Regions from separate parts of the Anas platyrhynchos genome. Here region 1 is linked to region 2. Evidence: chromatin contacts called from public Hi-C data. All regions are on one chromosome and are shown on one strand. The core of a region is the stretch at or near the end of the contact, and the rest is flanking DNA. Distances in the headings are between cores, read along the strand shown.

The links. Hi-C and Micro-C count contacts between places; a contact is called where the count stands out from the background.
Region 1: a Hi-C map of liver shows a contact between it and region 2, with 4 times the contacts expected there. The contact joins the promoter of DSCC1 here to the promoter of MTBP in region 2. A contact is called at or near these places in 2 of 8 Hi-C or Micro-C datasets (liver and subcutaneous adipose tissue).

The regions. Positions count from the first base shown.
Region 1 is chr2:13,437,839-13,443,190 of IASCAAS_PekinDuck_T2T, reverse strand. DSCC1 (DNA replication and sister chromatid cohesion 1) reads right to left here and starts at 3,555. Exons shown (of 9, transcript XM_038173957.2): 1 at 3,262-3,555; 2 at 1,711-1,879; 3 at 379-513. The coding sequence starts at 3,434.
Region 2 is chr2:13,171,184-13,176,690 of IASCAAS_PekinDuck_T2T, reverse strand. MTBP (MDM2 binding protein) reads left to right here and starts at 3,554. Exons shown (of 22, transcript XM_027452648.3): 1 at 3,554-3,694; 2 at 5,044-5,124. The coding sequence starts at 3,625. MRPL13 (mitochondrial ribosomal protein L13) reads right to left here and starts at 3,571. Exons shown (of 8, transcript XR_011807354.1): 1 at 3,433-3,571; 2 at 1,896-2,019.

The DNA of each region.
Region 1 (5,352 bases), core at 2,306-4,805, 270 kb before region 2:
TATGTGACATCCTGGACCTCATACTTAGGTCAGACAAGGTATGTCACACATGAAGCCCCAGAGAAGGAAAAGCTATATATTACACCTCAGCAGCCCTATAAGTCTCTCTGAATTTTGAGAAGGTTCAGAAGAATGTATTCAAGAAACTCTCCACATAACAAGGGAAATTGCCAGTCTCTTCCAGTGTCCTTCCTTTTCCTCTTCTTACTGAAAAGCTGATAGCTTACCTGCGAGTCAGTGGAAGTGCTAATAATAACATACTTGTAGGCTTAAAAACTTAACTCAAAGCAGTGCTGTGAAACATCAAAGCTGTTTTTCTAGTTAACAATGTTTCTTTACTTTTATTTGCCCATGACTGACTTCAAGAAAGTGACTTACATGTGACACTGCTGAAGTCTGATCTTTCCCACTATCTGGTCCTTCATACGGATCTTCCATCAGAAGCTTCCTCAGCTTCTTCAGTTTAGGCCGACATCTCCGCAACTCCCAGTAGTTATTGGAGAAGCCAGCAATCTACAGGAAAATACAGGGACATTTTAAAGTACCACTTGGATTCAGAGGAGCTTACCAAAAAATTATCAGCAAAACGTTTTAATCCAGTTGCTGAGAAAAAGAATCTATTAACAAGTGAATGAAACATCACCATAATATTTTCCTTTAGAAAATTACCACCAGAAGCAAAGAATAGAAGTCCATGGTTGTATGATAAAAAATATTTGTAGTGCATATGACAAATGGACCAGCTCATCTCTGCATATAAATGATAGGCTGTCATGATGCGATATATTCCTGCACAATCCTTGTCAATATTTCCCCTTAATGCTAAGTTATATTACTGACGTAAAACCTCTCCTGTTTCCATCGTCCCTTATTCTTCCCATTTTGGGGTCTATTTATTGTTATTATTATCTTAATGACTCATCCTATCATTAAGCTCAAGTAAAACAGCCATTAATGAGACAGGAATCTGCACTTTCATACAACTAACAGAACACCTCTATTTCTTACTCTGATTCAACACACAGATGTAAAGTCCCCAGCAACAAGCTCAGGTGTAATTCATGCAACAACACTATCTAATAAGTCTTTACCTTCAGAGTAATCTGAATGCTTTATCAGATTATTTCTTTATTTGGCAAAGAGCTCACCATTAAAAATACAACAGCAAAAGACCCCTGAACTTTGAAATAATGCTGACTTCACAGAAGAAATGGTAATGCTTTGATTATTACATTCATCCAAGGACAAGCAGGATTACTCTTCAGTGATGTCATTATGTCTATTAAAGCAAATAATGAACTAGTAACAATGTTTACCTAACTATTTTTTTAGCAGAATTTTATTAACTACACTTTAAAGGAGCAGAGAACAATGAATTCTCTAAACTCAGAACTCTGCAATCATCCACTCCAACAAATCTTTCCAGATGTTAGTTGAAAAAGAGTAACCTTTGAATATATTTCTGTACTTAAAAAATAATATTCAAGCGTGACACGGTATAATCTGCCTTTTGGGGAAAGAATTCATAAGAATCAGTTTACAAACAGCATGTTTTCAGAAGAGCTGCTAACACTAAGAAATCACATATTCTTTGAAAACTTGAAACACACGGGGTTTTACATAAGCCTCCTGTATAAAATACAAAAAGAAATATGGAGAATACAGGTTTAGAGAATTAAAGCAAACAAACAAAAACCCAGAAAGCCATACCTGTGAATGAATAACACTGCCAGATGCTTCATCTGCATTCAGCTCTTCTGGAGTTTTACAACCAGGAACAAACAGCAGCATATTTGAGGTATCTGCTATTTTCATGTCGTAAGTTTTATCTTTGCTGCACAACACTGCTTGTTCATCTTTTTCACCACGGATTACCAGGCTGAAAAAAAAAAAAAAAAGCACAAAAATAAAGATGTATTTTTACCTCTATTTCTGGCTGAACACCTATTAAACACGTGATTTTTTTTCTTTATATTTAAACATTGGTAAAGGCATTATAAACTGCAGTTCTATTTGGTAGCAGCAGTCACAGTGTAACAAAATGTAAAGTTATAATTGTCAATTTATCTAAAATATCTTAACACTGTCGTTACCTCTCCTTTTTTGAGTTTTCCCACTCTGAAAGACAGGTATTCAAGGCTTTCATGCAGACCACAGCCTAACCTCCTCACCTGCCTATTCACACAAACCCCCCAAATCATTGAGTTAGCAATGCTTAATGCCTGAACCAGCTCACTAACCTTGGAAAACAGATTATAGCTTGAGCTGCTCCTTATTGAGGACAGAAATTAGCCCATTGTGAAACATGAAGCAATCAGAAATTGTCTGTATCCTTCAGATATCCCTCAGACAAACTTGCATTTTTCTTGCAACTGATTCCAAGCAGGAAACACACACAAAAAAAAATAAAAATAAAAATAGACTTCTATAAAATTTCTAGATAAAGAATCAAGGCAAATCCCTTTCTTCAACTCATACTTGACTACATGGAGATTTTTAGTGAGGGCATGGTAATACCGAAGCAGGACCACAATTCAGTGCAGCCTGGGGGAGCTAAGTGCTCACTTTCAAGTTAATTAAATTGCTAATTTTGATTCCCAAAGCTTGGGTGTGTGACCAGAGCCCAGCGATGCCCCGAGTGGTCCCCCAACCACAGGCACACCCCAGCCATCTTCCACCCAGCACCAACAAGCTCACTGATGGGCATCTCTGAGGACCTTTTTCTTTAGGGGGAGCTCTAACGTTGTATCACCCAAAACATTTTTATCATATGGGTAGCACTGCAGTTGATAAATGAAGAAATTTTAAAACCGGCTCAAAAACTTATTCTCTGGTGTTGGTGCTGAGGTTGAGGCTGTCACAAAACCACCCCAGCATGTGCCAAAACTTCCCTCGCTGGCCTGGTTGTGGGGCTGGTAGCTGCTCTGCCACCTCAAGCTCCAGCAGGAGGATCTGGGAAGTCAGCAGGACTCTTTTAAGGATTTCCAAATTTCTAGCCGTCTGGCAGGAATCCCTTCACTGCTCCAGATAAAATCTCAGCAGCGTTTCTTCCCTAAAACCTACTTTTTTCCACGCGGAAAGAAAGAAAACAAAAGGAGCAAACACTCCCCAACAAAAAAATCTCAAAAATAACAGATGCTGCCTACATTTTCTGTCATTACCTCAGCCACCCTGACCGCACCGGGGGCCCAACTTAGCTCACCTCCGCCCCTTGCCTCCCCCCGCCCCCCAGCCCCCCTCGCCTCAGGGGGGATGCGGTACCTGGCTCCGGCCTCCAGCTGGGCGCAGAGGCCGGGCTCCAGCTGCAGCAGGCAGCACTCCCCGGGGCCGGCTGTCCCCGGCCCGAAGCTGAGGCACTGCGCGGCCGGCAGCAGCTCTGCGGGGCTCAGCTTGGCGCTGCGCAGCGTGGCCTCCACCTCCGCCCTGCTCCGCATGGCGCCGGCTGCGCCCGCCCGCACTCGTTCTCTCGCTGTGGCGGGAGGCGGGAGGCGGGAAGCAGCCGGCGCCCTGAGCCCGCTGGGTGGTTGATGCTGTGGTTGTCGTTGAGGCGCATCCGGAGCGATCGGTGGGGCGGGCGGGTCTGAAGGGAAGTCACTCAACCCACCCAATAACTGAGTGGTTGAGGTAAAATCTCTCTCTCTCTGCCTATAAAAATGCATAAAATGTCCTGTTTTGGCACAGTGTCAGAGGGAAGGCTCGATCCTGCCCCATGGCTCACTGTCACCCACTCGTGCTCCTTCCCGCATGCTGTGGGGTCTGGTAGTTTGCTGAGGGCAAGCACCCGGTTCTCCCATGGCCAAGTTGTCCCTCAGGGAAGACCATGGCAAGCCAAGGTCAGCTCGTGTAACCCTTGTGATTTGAGCTCCAGCTGGGTTTCATGCTGTGGCACGAAGGAAAACCCTAAAGTGTAAGAAAAATAAAGGTCAGGAGAAAGCTGTTCACCAACACTGGGAACCAGTACTCGCTGTGGAGCAGCAGAGGCTGACACATCTCCACCTCACCCAGGACCACCTGGTCCTTCTGTGCTGAGTGAGGTGTTACTGCAGGGCATGTTAATGCTGGGCCTGGCAGTGTGCCTCCCCCCTCTGGCACTGTGTCCATTAGCTATCTGACTGCTTTATGGAATCACAGAATGGCCGAGGTTGGCAGGGACCTCCGAAGATCATCTGGTCCAACCCCCCTGCTGAGCAGGGTCACCTGGAGCACGTTGTGCAGGATGGCATCCAGGCGGGTTTGGGATATCTCCAGAGAAGGAGACCCCACAGCCTCACTGGGCAGCCTGTTCCAGTGCTTTGTCACCCTCCCAGTGAAGAAGTCCCCCTAGTATCCAGCTGGAAATTGTACTCCTTTGTAATCCTTTATACTCCTACATTGCATGTTTCTGCCTGTGGAACCTCACTGTGCTCAGAATAAGCCTGAACCAAATGACCTGGACAACGGGACAGAGCCAGTGGGTTGGGAACCCAGCTGGCAGGTAGCGATGACTGTTACACATGACAGAGTTGGACACTGTCTGCCTTCAGAAGGTCCCGTGCTTGAGTGATGATAGGTGCAAGCTGGTATGTGTACAGTCTTAATTCAGTTTCATAGAATCACAGAATCACAGCATGGCTTGGGTTGGAAGGGACCTCAAAGATTATCCAGTTCCAACCCCCCTGCCATGGGCAGGGACACCACCCACTAGGTCAGGTTGCCCAGGGCCTCATCCAACCTGGCCTTGAACACCTCTAGGGATGGGGCATCCACAGCCTCTCTGGGCTGCCTGTCCCAGTGCCTCACCACCCTCTGGGTGAAGAATTTCCTCCGAATCTCTAATCTAAATCTCCCCAATTATATCTTGCTTCCATATAAGTCTGTTCTTACACACCTCTAAGCTAAACCAGAAAATCACTGTTCTATGAAGTAAATGCTCACACAGTTACTGCTTAAATAGATGCTCAGTTAAGCTGGTTTTAATTTTTACCTTAATTTGTGTAATTTTTTCAATTAACTTGCATGTCCATTTCTTCTTCTTTTTACTTTTAACTCTGTAGAATAAAATAATAATAATAATAATAATAAAAACAACAACAACAAAAAGATTCAAGAGAAATCAAGGAACTGAATCCAACATACAAATTTATGGAGTTTTCATATTTGAATTACAAACATTTTTTTTTTTTTTTTTTTTTTTTTACGTTTGAACTCCTGAAGTTCATTTATTGAAACAAAGATGAATCAGTTAATGAATGTGGATTGCAGAGAGAATGAGGAGACACTGAATAGTCAATGTTGCTGTCAATTTATAAGAAAATGCATGTTATGCTAAGGGAGTTTGGTAGGATCCTGAAATTATTTTATAACAGTCCTGTG
Region 2 (5,507 bases), core at 2,305-4,804:
GCAGAGAACAGCTGCTCGTGTAGAAAATCCTGCCCAAATAACACAAGTGGTTTGCCTACACTTGCTTATGATTCAATACAAAGAACCAGACTACACAATTTTTGAAAAACCTAGCTCACTATTTTTGGTTCCTTACTGTGAAGCTGTTTGCAAAGACAGAATGCAAGGGAAAGAGAAGAGAGGGAAGGGAAGGTGCAGAAGAAAGCAAAAAAATTCAGATTCAAATCTCATGAACAAGACTTGTATCACCTTTTAAGGCCTGACAACATCTAAAAAGTCCAACACTTTGGAGAATAAATAAAGATTATCCCTAAAACAGAAAATAAACGTACATAAAAACGTATTTATTTCTTTTCCCTACCCACAGCTTAATTTCAGTTCCAGATATTTTTCAAAACAATAAATAAATGATGATTTTACGGAAAGGTGCCTGTGAACCCAGAAAACCAAAATGCCTCACAATCTTATTCTGCCTAAGGAACTCTTATCTCTCAGATGCTAAAATATTTGTTGTTAGTTTAGGAAAAAAGAAAGACATGCTGAGCACACCAACCATAAATTCATCCATCCTTTGCCTCCTTAAAGAGTATCAAATGTCTCCCACTGGTAGTAATCTATCAATCTCAGGTGTAATGCATTTGGTACTGATTTATAGAATACTTTAGACCGAATGAAGTTATCCTTGAAATGGCTTTCCAGGATTTTATAACTTCATGAACATAAAACCATCAAAGAACTTTCCCATGGGACAGCCAAAAGAATTTTCCCTCCATCTGCTTTATTTTCTTTTAGATATCCTTAGACTCCAGTGACATCTTGTGGATACGGCAAGTTTTGCAATAGCAGTATTTGGGTATTTTCAATATCTTCCAAAACCTACAAATACTACCTTTTATTATGACAATCAAATCAAGTATAATTTTAGTGTTTACATTAGACATGTATGAGCAAAGCTTAATGCTTCTTTATGCTTCAGTAAAGTCTCTTGAACAGGGATCATCATTTATTATCTATAAAATGCTCATCACAGTGAGACGAGCACTATGGTGTTACCGATCACAAGCAAAGTATCTTTAGTGCTGAATCTTCTAAACAGTAGATAAGCAAGGCTTTTTTTTCATTTGATCAAGAAAATATCTTTCATCAATAATTGTGTCTCCTATTTCAAAATCAGACAGGTTCTAGTCTCATTGTCATTAAGTGGCTGAGGTCAGAAGCCATCTGGTCAAACCCCTGCTCCAGCAGGGACACCTACAGCCAGGTGCCCAAGACCATGTCCAGATGGCTTTTGAGTATCTCCAAGGAAGGAGGCCCCATAGCCTTTCTGGGCAACCTGTGCCAGTGCTCTGTCACCTGCACAGCACAGAAGTGCTTCCCGATGTTCAAAGGGAACCTCCTGTGTGCCAGTTTGTGTCTCCTGGCTCATACACACAGGACTTTTTTGCACGTTGTTCAGAATGAAGAACTGCTCCAAGGTGCTGTGGTGCTGTACAACTACTGAACAGTAGCGTTCAGAAAAATCTAATCAAGAATCACATTGGTGTTTCAATACATGCACTGTGGATTAAATTTTTGTTTAAAATCAGTGCAACAAAACACATTTCGAACTTAAAAAAAATAACCGAGGCAACTGAATTCCATCATAATTCTGCTACTAAAATTGAATAACAAATTATACTAAAATTGAATAACAAATTAGTAACAAGCTTTATATGGATTGGTAAAGACAATGACCTAAACCTCTGGAGAGGTATGAAGGGAAAACACGGGAAATGAAATTGAACCCTTTATAATTTACAAACTGAAAAATGCAACCTTGTAAAAAGCACTGTTTTTTAAGAATGAAATTAAAAGAAAAATACATTAAAAATGCTTCTGTGTACTGCAATACTCACTTAGTGCATGATAAATAGGTTTATGCCAGCCTTCAAGTCTGATTACAGTCGCAGCTGCTATTTTTCCTGGTGGTTGCATCTTTGCATCTAGGAGATACCAAGCTCTGGCAAAAGTAGCCCATTGCTAAAGAGAAAGAGAAGTGGTACTTAATATAGGAAAAGAACACACTACCATAAATGAATCTAGCTTCTCTGATTTGATCAATGCATTCTTTTACATTTCAAGCATCATAAGAAATACTAATATTCAAAAACACCCCCTGTCATGTAGCATTAGGGTAGAGCACAGTGCTAGACATTGTATCATAGAATCATCAGGGTTGGGAAAGCCCTCCAAGATCATCTGGTCCAACCATCCCCCTACCGCCAATGTCAACCACTAAACCATGTCCCCAAGCACCACGCCCAACCTCTCCTTGAACCCCCCCAGGGACCACCTCCCTGGGCAACCAGTGCCTGACTGCTCTTTCTGAGCAGAAATGTCTCCTCATTTCCAGCCTGAGCCTCTCCTGGTGAACTTGAGGCCATTCCCTCTGGTCCTATCACTGGTTACCTGTGAGCAGAGGCCGACCCCCAGCTCCCCACACCCTTTCAGGCAGTTATAGAGAGCAATGAGGTCTTTGGCTCCCCAACCCAGACTTCCAGGTCGGGAGGCTAAAAACCCTGAGAATAAGTGCTCTGGCTAATAAAGACAAATGAAAAGAGGGCATTAAGAACCTCAGCCTTTTCCTTATCCTCAGTAGTCACGTTCCCCTCCTGCATCCAGTAAAGGATGGAGATTCTCCTTGGTCCTCCTCTTGCCATTAATATATTTATAAAAACATTTTTTGTTATCTTTAAGCACAGTGGTCAGGTTGAGCTTGTACAGTGGTTTGGCCTTCCTGATTTTTTCTCTGCACATGCTGGCAACTTTCTTGTACTCTCCCTGTGTTGCCTGCCCCTTCTTCCACCAGACACAAACTCTCTTTTTCTCCTGGACACTCAGCAGAAGTTCCCTGTTCAGCCACACCGGTCTTCCCCACTGACTCATCTTACGGCGCACAGGGACAGCCTGATCCTGCACCTTTAAGACCTACTGTGCTGCACTTACTGCTTGAAACGGTTCATTGAATGGTTTTGGTTAGAAAGGACCTTAAAGCCCACCCAGTTCCACCCCCCTGCCATGGGCAGGGACACCTCCCACCACATCAGGCTGCCCAAAGCCCCATCCAGCTTCGCCCTGCACACCTCTAGGGATTGGGCATCCACAGCCTCTCTGGGCTGCCTGAGCAACACCTAAACACACTTCTGTGCCTACTAACAACCCTACGTGCCTACAAGGCGGGCAGCCTTGTCCCTCTCAGCCCCCTTCCCTTCCCCAGCAGCCCCACAGCGGGCACTGCCTGCTCCTTCCAGCAGCGCCCAGGCCAGCCGAGCAGTGCCCGGCCATAGCACCCGCTCACCCCCACAAAATGGCGGCCGCCAGCAGCCCGCCGCCACACGGAGGGCAGTGGCCACCGCGGTGTCCCCTCGCCTGAAGAGCCAGCCCCGCGCTCACCTGGGCAGCCTTGGTGTAACTGGCCATGGCCGCTGCGGCTCAAGGGGAAGGGAAACGGAGCCCATCGGCCCCGGGAAGCGGAAACATCGCCCTGCGAGGGGCGGTGCAGGGGCGGGCAGCGCGGGCTGCTCGGAGCCCTGATGGTGGTGGCGCCTCCTCCGTCTCCTTCTCCCTGTCCGTCCTCGGCCGGCCATGGACCGCTACGTGCTGCTCCTCAGCTGGGGGGACCGCAGGGCTGAGGGCAGTGCGGAGCCCGCTGCAGGTAGCGCTGCACTGGGGGGGCGATGCTGAACGGGGGCTGCCGCCGAGGAGGGGGGGACGCGGGGCAGGGCACGGAGCGGGAGCCTCCATCGTGGGGGCTGGAGAGGGGGAATTAGCGTCGGTACGGCTCTCCTGGGGCACGTGAAGTCTGTGTCCTAGAGATACGTTCCTTAAGTTCGTGTGCTTTCACCCGCTTAAGCGATGCCCCTGCCTCAGACGCCTCGGGGGTTGTTCTCGAAGACTTTTTCTTTATGCTTTCTGGTCTAGGGTCTGTGCGCAGGTAGGTTTTCAGGATTAGTACCGTGATAAAGATCTTTTTCTTTCAGAACAGAAGGCTTTAACGACTTACGCCTTCAGAAACTTAGGTTATTTGAGTTTTGCTAAAACACTGATGTTAGCTAACTAGAAGATTTTAGAGATATCATGGGATGGTTGAGGCTGGCAGGGCCCTCTGGGGGTCCACCTGGTCCCACCCCAGCTCAGGCAGAGACACCCAGAGCAGCGTGCCCAGGACCACGTCCAGGTGGCTTTTGAGGATCACTAAGGTGGAGACACCACAGCCTCTCTGAGCAACCTGTGCCAGTGCTTGATCACCCACACAGCACAGAAGTGCTTCCTGATGTTCAGGGCAACTTCCAATGTTCCAGTTTGTGCCCATTGCCTCTTGTCCTGCCACTGGGCACCACTGAAAAGAGCTGGGCTCTGTCTTCTTTGCACCCTCCTTTCAGATACTGATATATGGTGATAAGATCTTCCCACAGCCATTTCTTGACTAGGTTGAACTATCTCAGCCTTTCCTTGTAGAAGAGGTGCTCCAGCCTCATCTTTGTGCCCCTCCACTGGACTTTTCCCAGTGTGTCCAGGTCTCTCTCGTATCACTTAGCACAGGTCTGGTCACAGCAGTCCTGGTGCAACCTCCCCAATGCTGATCACCTCCCTTGGCCTGCTGATGGTGCTTGTGTAGTGCAGCCAAGAATACCATTAGCCTTCTTAGCTGCAAGGGCACGCTGCTGGCTCATGGTCAATACAGTGTCCACCAAGACCCCCAGGTCCTTTTCTGCCCCCCAGCATTTCCTGGTGCCCAGGGTTGTATATTCCTGGGTGCAGTTCTTTGCACTTCTTGCTGAACTTCATGAGGTTCTTATCAGCCCATTTCATCAGCTTGTAAATCTATATATCCAGTAGTTTAACTAGAACTTTATATTAGTCTTTTTAGACTCCTACAAATCTGTACTTGACACTTGTTTTAAACAAAACTTTTCATGTTAAACTGAACTTTAAACTGCATTTGCAATAAGCAAGATTTACCTTCTGGAAGTCAGAGGATTTAAGAAAATCTTCTTTTTCCAGCTGTGACTGCTGCAAATGTTTATAAACTTCTGAAAGAAAACTGTAATTCATCTACAAACACAGATGCAAGGACATTCCCAGGTAAGCACAGTAATATATGCCAAATGTTGTCAAGGAATTGGCCTAGGCAAATTTATTATTTACATGAAACAAATCAGAAACTTGAGGAAATCCAGTTTCTCTTGCTCTTGCTGCTACCATTTCTATGGAGAACTGATTTTCCTTTAGCAGCTCAGCTGTTACCAGATGATTAAATATACCAGGCACTGGAAATGAAAGACAAGTGTTTTGAAAGGCTGACAAATTTCAATCTATTTTAAGACTGACTGAGAGTAGAAAAGGGCTTGTTTCTCATGTCAGCATGCAGCTTGATATTTTCATGCCTATGATTTTTGTTACTCCTGTGATCTATGTTTTTTTCAGTGGAAGCATTATTTGTCTGTTGGGTAGCAATTCAGAACGCC